2 separate regions of the Mus musculus genome follow, and region 1 is linked to region 2. A link is a contact called in public promoter capture Hi-C data. All regions are on one chromosome and are shown on one strand. The core of a region is the stretch at or near the end of the contact, and the rest is flanking DNA. Distances in the headings are between cores, read along the strand shown.

The links. Promoter capture Hi-C pulls out the DNA fragments that hold promoters and counts their contacts.
Region 1: a contact with region 2 is called in a promoter capture Hi-C map of second pharyngeal arch cranial neural crest, with 11 times the contacts expected there. The contact joins the promoter of Mei4 here to the enhancer-like site in region 2. A contact is called at or near these places in 10 of 39 promoter capture datasets (the 3T3-L1 cell line, the C10 cell line, cranial neural crest and 6 more), 2 of 484 Hi-C or Micro-C datasets (cerebral cortex and forebrain) and 2 of 115 datasets of contacts at active chromatin or transcription factors (astrocytes and large pre-B cells).

Annotation. Positions count from the first base shown.
Region 1 is chr9:81,858,962-81,865,235 of GRCm38.p6, reverse strand. Mei4 (meiotic double-stranded break formation protein 4) reads right to left here and starts at 1,566. Exons shown (of 5, transcript NM_175213.4): 1 at 1,319-1,566.
Region 2 is chr9:80,330,887-80,337,142 of GRCm38.p6, reverse strand. The region is part of intron 14 of Impg1 (interphotoreceptor matrix proteoglycan 1); the gene reads left to right. Among named protein-coding and RNA genes, the nearest start is that of Gm27227, 69 kb to the right of the region's middle. Within about 2 kb of position 4,837, at least 42 of the 459 cell types and tissues checked have an H3K27ac peak or open chromatin away from gene starts, as enhancers often do. A contact at or near this core is called in cerebral cortex and second pharyngeal arch cranial neural crest, where this site is marked.

The DNA of each region.
Region 1 (6,274 bases), core at 317-2,816, 1.5 Mb before region 2:
GCTTCAAGTATTTTCATACAGCAGAACTTAACATATACCTGCCATTCACATATATCATGAAACCTAGAATACACTAGACTTCTAATTTCTTTGATATAATAAACCATGGGATAAATTAATACTATGTTTTTAACAAGAATTCCATAATATTGGTTTCAAATATCTGATTCCAAACATTGCTACTTTCATGAAAAAAAAAATTTTAAAAAAATACTCAGTCACAAATCTGTGCTCCTGGTCTTCATGTCCAAATTTTACGACTGAATTGTAAATTTTGTGGTTTACTGACATATACAAAGACATTGTGTTTAACCTAAGGCCCTCACAGAAGCTGTAAGCTATAACAATGGAAAGTAAAATAGTGGATGTCAATTTGTGAATGTCATTACTGTAGTCACAAGATATACCAAAAATCATATAATTCTAAGCAGGAAAAAGTAATATAAACAAGCCAAAATTGATCAGAATGTATGTAATGAATTTGATAAAAAGTTTGCTAATTGGAAGTAACCTGATATATTCAGACTTGGTGGTTCACATTTTAATCCCAGCATTTGCAAGTCTGAGGCATACATATTGCCATTAGTCTTGAGAGCAGGAGGCAAGGCCATCCTACAAAGTGAAACCTTGTCTCAAAAATCCAAAAGATACAGAAAAAAAAATAATAAATTCCAGTTGATGAAGAATCCAAGTTATGAAATTCTTATGAATTTCATATTTATATTCTGTGAATATCGACATACTAATGTATTTTCTGTGGTTCCTGGTGGGACTTTAATCCTCTAAATATGTAATTGCAGACTATAAAGCTATTCAAGGCTTTATTTAATTCACTTCAAATTATTGACTTTCTGCTACTTTGGACATTCCAGATTCACCAAACCCTCACTGGCTTCTTCCTCCGTAATGGAGACTCCACTTCTGGCCCTGCTCCTCTGATCTGTTGCATATCTCACCACAACCTAGCTCTTCCAAGAATGATTTTTATCTCTACCTCATGTACCAGCACATGCTTGTCAGATCCCAAGAAAACCGCACCCGTCCCACTTTTAACACCCCCAACACTTTCTGCAGTTCCTCTGGGTGTGTACTTGCTCAATAAAAGATCAGATCAACAAGTGCCTACGGTCCCCCAAAACCACCCTTTCCTCCAGGAAACCTCAGAAGCCACCTCTAGAGTGAAGGCAGGCTTGCACAGACTCTAAGGTGTAGAACACACCACAGAACACACGCTTTGCCCGCCCAAGTTTCTGAGGCTCCAGGCGCGACCTACTTATCAGGTAAAGAAATGCCCCTCCCCACGCGTGAGGCGACCTACCTCCGCAAAGGGCGCGACAAGGAACCCCAAGCCACAGCACCTGAGAGCGTGCGCTGCTTGAGGGGACCCGGGGCCCGAGAGTACAGAGAGCAGGCAGATGCTACACAAGCCTGGGGTTCCTGAGAAGGAAGGACGCCCTCAGGCGGCGGGGGAAGCTCGGGGGCCAGTATTCCCGGCCATGCACGCTGATGCAAGCGCAGCCCGCAGGTAGGCGCCAGAGCCCAGAGCGCCACTCCTCCCGGCTTTCTTCCAGTGCCAATCAAGAGGGAGGCCCGCGGAGACCACAAGTCCCAGAAGCCTCTGCGCCACTCTCCTCGGAGGGGCTTGGGAGGGGCTCCGGCGGGCTCGGGCGGGCTCGGCGAGGAGCGGTTAGCCGGTTTGGCTGGACTAGGCAGGTGTTTCCTGCATCTTCCTTTCTTCTGCAAAATAGTTCAAAATAGTCTAGGACTGCCTGCAGCTCCTCTCCTGAAAGGCTGATTTGGTTTCTAAGGAGAGACTCACGGGGCTTGAAAAAAAGGAAAAGTTTCAGGAAAGCTTCTGTTGTGCCAACTCCTGTCCTACATGGGAACAGTCGGGAAAACAGATTCTTTGGGTTCATTTGTTGGCTTGTTTCCAAAGATGGTTTTAAAATCTTTGCTTCCTGCGGGAGGAAGCGCTATGTTTCTCATTTGTCCACCTGTCATATCTTCATCTAGGATTTTAAGTAATTTTTTGCCTCACGTACTGAAATTTCTCAGAAATTAAAATGCAAAGGAGATTCTAAGCATTCGGAAGTCACTTATGTAGACTTTACTAACAATGTGCTAATTTGCTAATAGTTAAAGGTTTCAACAATTGTATAGGATAAATTACCAAATATTATATCTGGGGGGTCTGCACAGCTCATTCTCCTACGTAAATGACCCTTTATTAAGGCAAGTGCTTGCATCTAGTCAGTTATTGCAAATGTCTTGGAAATGTTAAGCTTCATTGTTCTATCCATGTGTTTAAGAAAGTCAATAATTTTAACTATAATGTAATTTAATATAGCTTTCGTTAATCTTGCAACGGTGCTTTCATGCAAACTAAACTCGGGTTATTGTGACTGCTAAGGTGATGAACACTGTGAGTGCTCTACTGTGCTCACTGCTCTTCTTTGAGTAATGTAAAATCAAACCATCCAAGTTCATTTCAAGATAATGAACAGTCAAGTAGGAGTGATGTAGAAAAGTTGTGTTTGCGTTGATAAATAGTATGATATTCTATTTCAATTCCCCTCATACATTTATTGAGAAAATTGAGCTGTTACGTGCCAGTTACAGCCTTGATTACTGGTCAAGACCTGATTACAACTCCATACAAGACAGAGCACTCAGTCTAATAGTTAAAACAAATGGGTAGCAATTACCAAATACAGCACAGCCACTGAAATCCTGAACGAAAGCCCAGAGGTAGTTTTAACTATTTACCACCTAAATGTAAAGACCTAATGATTTCAACAACCTCAATAGTTTTCTTTGAACATCTTCAGATGGTTAAAGATGCTTTAGAATACATAGCAGAAAAAGAAACGTTTTAAGAAAATTATACAAGTTTTTGACTCACTCAAGACTAATGAAACACAAAGTGATCAATCAAATACATGCTCTTTGAATAAAGTAATGGACTCTATTTATGTTTTACATTTAATTCTGAGTGATTTTAGAGTCATTTTTAATGTCACAGTCTGTCGATGGGACTGTGACTAACCCATTTTTCTAAGAATATGTACAGATATCCTTTATAGATAAAGATATGTATAAGGTTAAATGACAAGCTTTATGGAAAGTGAAGAAACAGGCATACACATAATAAGCAAGCAAAGTACAGAGAAAGAAACCCCACAAATTTGAAGAAGACCTTCATACTAGGATCTGATTTTCATCCATAGAGCTGGGTTTTGGTGACCTGAGATAGTTCCCCCTTCTCTCATTTCATGGTGGTCAGCTTAGGAAAAAAAAAGGGGGGGGGCTGATAATTGCCCCAAAGATTCAGATAATCATGTTCAGGGACAGTCTTGACCTTATCTGAACACCTTCAACATATCAATCAAGAGTGGAGAGGGTGTCACTGCCAAGTGTGAAAGTATGAAAGAAACCGGAAATTTGTCTTTCTATTACTGACTGGTAGTCCCTTTTCTCATCTGTCTGTCTACCAAGGACCTCTGGCTCCTTGGTCTCAGCATCTTTCTATAAATTTGGAGTATTGAAATAAAACGAAAGGAAAAGATCTTCACAAAATGTATAATCTTAGATGCTGAATCTACTACCTTATTGATAGTTAAAATCCACTATAGAGTAAACTGAGTTCAAAATATAGTCAACGCACTGCTGTGATGTCTCAGCAGGTAAATGCATTTGCCTCTAAGTCTGACAACCTAAGGCGCCGTCTTCGGAAGCCACATGGGAGAAAGGAAGGATTGACAAACAGTTTATAGTATGTTATACTATACATTATAAAGAAAATAATAGGGCTGGTGAGATGGCTCAGTGGGTAAGAGCACCCGACTGCTCTTCCGAAGGTCCAGAGTTCAAATCCCAGCAACCACATGGTGGCTCACAACCATCTGTAACAAGATCTGACGCCCTCTTCTGGAGTGTCTGAGGACAGCTACAGTGTACTTACATATAATAAATAAATAAATCTTTAAAAAAAAAAAAAAAAGAAAGAAAATAATAAGCTGTCCTGTTAGAAAATCATGTTTTTATTTTATAAAAAAATATTAATGGCTCTTTTTTAATTCAAAAGTTCCAAAAACATTTATATAAATACTAATTATGAGTAAGAGAGAGCCATTGTTCTCAATGATTTTGCAGTCTAGTGAGAGTCAAATTTTACAACCAAGCATCATCAATAATATTTGAGAGTTTCTATTGCTGTGATGAAACACCATGTCCAAAAAAAAAAAAAAAAAAAAAAAACCTGAAGTGAGGAAAGAATTTGTTTGGTTTTTTTGTTTGTTTGTTTGTTTCTTTCATTTTTTGTTTTGTTTTAAAGATTTATTTATCATATGTATGTGAGTACACTGTTTTCAGACACACCAGAAGAGGGCATCAGAATCCATTACAGATGGTTGTGAGCCACCATGTGGTTGCTGGGAATTGAACTCAGGACTCTGGATGCCTAGTCAATGCTCTTAGCCACTGAGCCATCTCCACAGCCCTGGAAAGGATTTGTTTTGCTTATACTTCTTCATCACAGTCCATTGTTGAAAGAAGTCAGGACCGGAGTTCAAGCAGGGTAGGAACCTGGCAGCAGGAGCTGATAGACATGGACAGGTGCCTCTAACTGGCTTGCTCTTAGGGCTTGTTTAGCCTGATTTCTTAATAGAACCCAGGACCACCAGCCCAGGGATGGCCCCACCTACAATGAGCTGGGTTCTCCCACAAGATCACAACATTAGTCAATAATTACAAAAGTGCGTTAGTCTGCTTGCTCCCCTACAGCTCAATCTCATGGAGGCATTTTCACAACCGTGGTTCCCTCTTCTCAGGGAACTCCAGCTTATGTCATATGGACATAAAAGTAGCCAGTAAAAGTTTTAATTAGCAGATGCCAAATACACTTTACTTGTTCTGCAATCATAGACAGCTTGATGCTGTTACCCCTCATGCAATGTTATAAGACCCATATTGTCCCTAATTATTTTGCAGTGAGGAAACTGACTCAGACTTATTCATCCAAGGACATTCAGCTTGCTATGAATGCCTATCTTACTCTCTTTCCTCAAAACCCATACACTAGACCAATGCACCATAGCACATCCAGGAATATAGCTAAGCATTCTCTATATAATGGCATTAAATACAGTTTACAATTTCCTATTTAGAAATATATTCACGTGAAATTGTCTTAATGATGATTCTGAGGGCAAATAGGTCCTCTAACCCTTGTTTCTATTTGTCCATCTCTTAGATACATCTGCCTCTGATGACTTTCAAATTTGTCCATTGCAGATCTATTGCTGTGATACCTGTCAACAGTATCCACCTTGGTCTGGGGTCTTAAGTTTCTCACCCACTAGAGTACTGACATACAGACAGAGAGATGGACTGATGTGACAGAATTGGAAGACCTCCATATAAGCTCCTACACCTACCTAATTTTGTTTTTTTTTTCCCCTCACTTTGTTTTCATAGCTTTCACATTCTTTATATTCCCTCTTTGGAGTGGTACATGAGTCTTGGAAAGAATGACATAAAAGTTTGATTATGGCTTTCGTGGAGTAAGGAACCTGTGTGAATGATCTTTGGTGGTTATTTCTTTTGCAATAAAACAGAACTGCAAATTAATCAGAAAAAGAAACTACAGGAAAAAATATTCAAATGATTTTCTAGCCACTTGCTTTGTCTAAATTCCAAGTGCAAGGTTTGCTCTTCCTCTGTGAAGTATGGTTCAAATCTGATCAAAAACTTGGTTCTATACAGAACCAACGAACCAGTATTGCACCAGCTGATAATCTTGTCTGGTGGACTTTTATTATGAAACATGTAAAATCCTCAATTGACTGGGACTCTACACCAACTTTAGAAACACCTTCCAGCACCATAAGAGCTAGAACACAAGGAAGGGGCACTTACAACTTAGTTCTAGCCTTATTTCTCCAAGCCCTGTAATCATGTGATATCTTTAGTAATATGTTCTTACTATCCAGTTTAAATATGCAACCAACATCAATGGAAATAGCCTCTTATTGTTTTAGGGTTCTCTAGTATGCCTCACCCCAGCATTGAATAAGGTAAGCAAACCTCAGATGGTTTTACAACCTGGCTCTGGTCAGCACTTGGCTTCTCCACATTTACAACTCCCTGCCTGAGCTTTGAGGAGTTGACCGACCTCCTGCTGAGCTTGCTTTGCAACTCAATCCAGATGAAACAAAGGATGGGTCTTTGGGGTTTGCCTATATAAATGCAGACCTGAAAATTAAACTTTGAGCCT
Region 2 (6,256 bases), core at 3,588-6,087:
CTAGCAAGATTATGCTGAAAGGACCATGATATAGCTGTCTCTTGTCAGAGTATGCCTGGGCCTAGCAAACATAGAAGTGGATGCTCACAGTCGGCTATTGGATGGATCACATGGCCCCCAATGAAGGAGCTAGAGAAAGTACCAAAGAAGCTAAAGGGATCTGCAACCCTATAGGTGGAACAACATTATGTCATTTTCCTTTTGATCCAGCCATATGACAGTTCTTTTGTCCCTGGTTTTATAGAATGACTGACTAAGCCACATTTCTCCTTTCCATTGATGTATTTGAGTAGAGGCTTTCCTGCTGACTGACGGGCAAGCGAATTACACTGTCCCCCTCTTAGACCCAACTGCTGCTACCTAGCAGATGGTGCCGCTTCTTGGGTCCCTGGACCCTGGATGAAGACAACTGTAAATGGGACTTGAATTCCCATTCACCTGGCTGAGCTGCTGGTGTGGTCTGTTCAGGTATCCAAAGCCAGGGCTGACATATGCGAGTGTCAGTCCAAGTACATGAAGTGAGAGAGGCCTGCCGGTGCTCATGAGTAAAGACCCTTGAAATTCCAGGTCATTTTTGGTAAATAAAGGACACCCCTCTGCTTCTAGTCTTGATTGTCTGAGCATTCAGTGGGAATCAGCGAGACTGGTACACTCTGTCTGAGGGAAGACTCTTAAAGAGAATTAAGGGGGAAATTCAGAGGGGGAGGGAGCCATTGGAAGCATTATACATTGAAAATAGAAACTTAGCTTTATCTATAGAAAAGAATATCAAGAGCTTATCCATGGAAAGTACAAAAGGTATCCCATGAGTCTAACCTGTTCCCAGCAGGGCAGTGATACACACTGTAGCAACAGTGAACAGCTGGGTCTCTACCCTTTTCCCTTCCCTCACCATCTTGTTGAGAAAAGTCGACATGTACACATGTCTGTGTATAGTCGTAAGCCAGCACTATACACAGGCATGCTTTCCCACCCTGCGGAGGTCCTTCCGGCTTCCAAAACCATCTGACCTATGCCCCCTGCCTCTCCCACCTGCACGGAGAGTCTCTTCCTCGAAACATAAAATCCATAATTGCCATGTGAACAGGTAGGGAGTGTGTGCTTTAAAGTTTCATTTAACCTCTAAGCAATCATTAGGCCGACACAGCCTGTGGAAAAACGATATAGAAACAGAACAAAAGACAACATGAAAATAGGAGCGTAACTCTAAGCCAGAAAGCGCAAACGCTGTAGCTTGATGGTTCTCTGTCTCTTGAACTTTGAACTTTACAGAGCTGTAAAATGCCTAAGTCAGAGTCTTGTAGCCAGTAGCGAGTCAAACAACTGACTGGCTTCCACGCAACAGCAAAGTTTTTCTACAGGAGCCAGATAGTAAATATTTTAAGCTTTGCAAGCCAAAAAGTAAAAATTGAAAATATTATGTAAGTACTTACATAACTATTTAGAATCTAACCATTTAGAGAGGTTTAGAAACATAAGCATTCCTGACTTTCAAGTTGTACACGGGCAGGCAGCTAGTGGGATGGGCACTGGTCACCTCTACCACTGCTGTGACAGTTCTGAACGTCACACAGCCAGTTTCTCTCTCTATTCCCAAATATTGGATGATTTTTCTAAAACTATCAGCAGTTATGCAACCTCTTCCTCCCTCCGGCCCTTTTCTTTCCTATTATAGAAAAGTAAATGATAATGTAACCATGACACAGGGTCCTTGCTGTCCACACAGTCAGAAACAACTGTGGATAGTCTGTCAGGAGTCAGACACTCTTATGGAGACCAGGACATGATGAGGAATTAACGCCAACCCTTCCCTCAAAAAGCTAAGAACCTAGCAAGAGAAGCAGAACCTGTCAGGAAGCGTAATGTGGATATTAACAGTGGGAATATAAAGGGGGGCGGACAGACAGACATAAAAGATGGACGCTGACACAGACACAGAGAGAGACTTGAGACACAGAGGGACAAAGAGAGACAGAGTAAAAGGGCGCTGGGGCCTGATATGTGGCCAAGCCACACAGAGGAGGGAGGGAGGAAACCGTAGCAATGTCTGGTAGACTCAGGGTCCTGATGCTCTTCCAATGTGGTGGCAGCTGTGGTCCAGAGCAGGGAGAAAGTGGGGCTCTGGCTGGAGGGAGCAGAAAGTGCGAGAAGCCAGGTCACCTCACAGCCCTGTCAGATCCACTGGAGGACGTGTTAATATCCTACCTTTTTCTTGCCCACACTCCCCAGTACATAAAGTCATTTAAACTTTAACACATTTTGGAACACTCAAAATGTCTGTAGAGTTGATACTAAACAGCCCTTTGAATGTGCTAAAGGCAGTTTCTCATTCACAAAATGTTGCACTTTTTTGGTAAAATATTTGATAAAAATGTATAGCAACAAAGAGCAGCATCTACATGATTTTTAATTTAAATATAAAATGGACAAATTTAATAAGACCCTATGAGAGTAAGGAAGGAAAGGGGTTTGTTTGTTTGTTTGTTTGTTTTAATGGAGGGGGAGTGTTTACAGTGCTAATGAAACAGCAGTCAGGTGAACTGACCACTCCCTATGAGGGAGTGTTGTCTAGAGGTCAGGGAAGAAGTCCAGCCTGGCAGTCAATATGTGGGAAGCAGAACCCAGAAGCAGCTTAAGGTGGACCAGGGCAAGAGGACAAGAAAACCAGAAACAGAGCTCTGAGAAACCCTAGTCAGCAAATCGAGAGCAGGAGGCGCAGCCCCTGGCTCAAATCCAGCACTTCCAAACGGGGAGAGGGAGGTCGGAAGATGGTAGCAGGGGATGCTGTGGATGGGAGCAACTGAGGTCACGGGAGGGGACAGGTAACACTTGCCAAAGACAGACTAAGGTTTAGTAGGGGCAAAGGCCAGCTTTCAGTGAGGTGAGAGGAAAATGGGAAAGTCAGCATCCTCCACCCAGGCTGTTCTCTCTCCCTCTGAAGCGGCCGGCGCATCTTCCCACAGTGAGTGTGAGGCCAGCCTGTGTTAAGGGAGACAATACCAACCTAAAGATTCTCACATGCCTTCCAAGGGCGTATTACTCCATATTCAAATCGGCATCTGATCTCCCGTGACCTCCATCAGAACCGGATCCACGGCTAATACTATTATGACGGTGTTTGGCTTGCTGTTTCCCTTCTGAGAGCCCCCTGAACAAAAGGATCTGTGATATAAAAGTACAAACCAATGTTAGAAGTTTCTGTGATTTATAAACTGAAAAGCAGAATAAATCACAGTTTGCTCCGTATTCTGCCAGCGTCTCCAGCAGCACGGGTCGCCTTTCATTTCGTGGGCTATGAAAACACCTCAGAAGCATGGAGGGCTTTTACATACGTCAGAGGTTGAAGATCTCGAGAATGCAACACCACATATAACTTCTCCCCTTGAATTCCTAAGAAGCCTCCTCAGACACAGGCAAAGCCCGAGGCTGGCAAATGGCAAATGTCGGAATTAATGACAGGCTGCCGTCCAAGAGGCTTTCAGCTAAAACGTGGATCAACAAACTCACTCTCACAGTAAAGTGCAGTGCTTGCCAGATCCCTGCTTAGTAGTCACCACTGAGAAAGGAGGCAGATGTCACTCATCCCAATACAAACAATAAAACCAGTAATAATCACAAGTACTAATTGACAATTGACGCTATTTTTTCATCTTAATAAATCTACAAAGTAGGCAAAATCCCACACCCTTTATATTGGAGAAAATATGTGGAGGAAACATAATAAGAACCTGCCACAAAATGGCCAATTACTGTAGTAGCTGGAATTCAGGTCTGTTTGCTATATTCCCTGCTCTACAGAATGGACCCTTGTAAGGCCTTCTACTGACCAGACTGCATCCTGCGTGAATTCTACTAAAGTCTGCATTTCTCCAAATGAAATGTCCTATAGTGTTGTGCTGTAATTGTAGAATGGAAAAAAAAAAGTGTTTGCTCTCAGGAACCAAACTCCCAAACTTCCCAATGTCACCGAATATGTCCTACTACAAGGGGACTTGCCTCCTGTGCCCTTGACCCTGTCTCATAGGGTCATATCATGGGTCCCTTGCCTCCTGAGATAATTTTCCACTTAACTCTTTCCTGTTGGGCCAACTGTCTGCGCTGCTAGGTTTACATCAGCCCACCTCAGTTTCAATCTGTGCCTTCCTTTCCACACACCAATCAACTCAAGGTGCTTCCTAAAAACATTCCTTTCCCCATTCCCTGAAGCAAGAAAGTCTTGGAAAGTTGGTCAAGCCTGAAAATGGGCTCTCCCTGCCTCCCCTGCCTCCTAGGTTCTCCCAGCCTCTCCTGCTTCCAGGGTCTCCCACTGCAATCCAGTAAGGCTGCACGGTGGCCTCAAGAGCCCTGTGTGAGGAGGTGGGAACACTGCTGTTTTTCCTTGAGAGACTTATCCACATTACTAACGGCTGAGCTTTGACAGGGGGACAGAGTACCAGGACTCATTAGGGTTTCCTGGACTCATGATCCTTTAGGCTTCGTGAAAATTAACACTAATTAATAAGAACTATTAGAAATACTTGTAAAAACGTATGGATCCGGAACCCAATACCATCCAGCTTGAGTCTACCGATTTAAGTATTCTAAATTTAAAGACAATTATCTTCGAAAAGTCCCGAAAGTACCGAGAGCTGCGGTCATGGGTAGACAGCACCTGCAGCAGACCTGAAAAGGAAAAGATGGCCCAGGGTGTGCACCGCATTCCCGAGCCTGACTCCGCTGAAATTCCAGAGCCAGTGCGCCAGCACGTGCTCCTGGAGACCCTGCATCTCTCCACTGCTCCCCACCGCGCCGGGCTGGTTTTCAAGAAAAAAAAAATCAGTTTGGGAGCTTCAGTTTCTCTAGCTCTACTTCTCAGCTTCTTTTGCTATTGAGCGCCATCTTGTGAGCACTATACTTCATAGCTCTGAGGGGGGAAAATGGCCCTGAACAGCCCCAGGTTTCCTAATTTTTTCCCGTTGTTGTTGTTGTTGTTGTTGTTGTTGTTGTTGTTGTTGTTGCTGCTGCTGCTGCTGCTGCTGTTGTTGCTGTTGCTGCTGTGGCCGTTGCTGGTGTTGCTGTTTCTAATTTTTTTAATTAAAATATAATTACATCATTTCCTCTCCTCCCTGCATCTTTCCAACACCTTCCACGTTCCCACTTGTTTCCTTTCAAAATAATGGCCTTTTTTTCCTTGTCATTGGTGTACGTATGTGCACGCTTAAATATATAAATCCAGTTTGTTCAGTCCGTTTAGTATAATTTGTATGTATATGATTTCAGGTCTGACTGTTGAGTATTGGACGACCAATTAGGGGTTCATCCTTAAGAAACACTTTTTCCTCCACTTTCTGAAGTCTTTAGTTGCTTGTGTTTTCTTTCTAAGCTTGGAGCCCCCCATGAGACTTTCTCCTTCTACATTAGCACGTCTACTGGTGTTGATCTTGTCTTGTTTATCACGGGGGGGGGGGGGCAGCTTTCCTGTCATTTCTAGGAGACACAACCTCACAGCAGATTTCCTGGTCTCTGGCTCCTACAATCTTACCGCCCTCTCTTCTAAGATGTTTGCTGAACCTTGGGTGCAGTAGATGTATCCATTAAGGGCTAGGCTCTCTACAAAATTCAGTAGTTCACTGAATTTTGATCAGTTGTGGATTTCTCTGATGATCTCCATCTGTCTGAGGAGATTTTCTTTAATGAGGGGTGAGAGCTAAAATAAGTGTATCTTTATACACTTATCTGTATATATAGAGATAGATATTCTGGATGCACTTGGGAATTGTACTGATTTAGTAAAGCAGTGGTGGTAGGATCTCCTCTAAGACTCACGGCCTCACTGGTCATGTGTACTTGGCTAGGTTTCTAGTACAAGGCACAGTTTCTCCATGTAAGCAGCCTTTAAGTCCAATTAGAGAGCTGTTGGTTACCACCAAGATATTAATGCTGCTTTTGCGCCCTTATGGGTATCCTGCCACACGGGTTGTTGTGTGTTGGTTTGGGTGGAACTACTGATTGCTTTCTCCATGGAAGCTTACACAGATCCTTCCGGTACTATAAAAGCTTAGGGAGGAAGTTTTCAGATCAGATCCAGTTTGGATCCTCCAAATGTGTGGTGTCTTCAGCAACAGGGATGGCCTTCAACTTCTGGGAGGCAAGCAAGAGCATCCACAACAGTCCGTATTGTTGAGGGAGTCTCTTGAACTCTCCAGGCCAACAACCAGAAAAGAAGTTTCGCATGCTTAGTGTTGGGGTTTTTATTAGATAGTCTATGGCTCTTGGA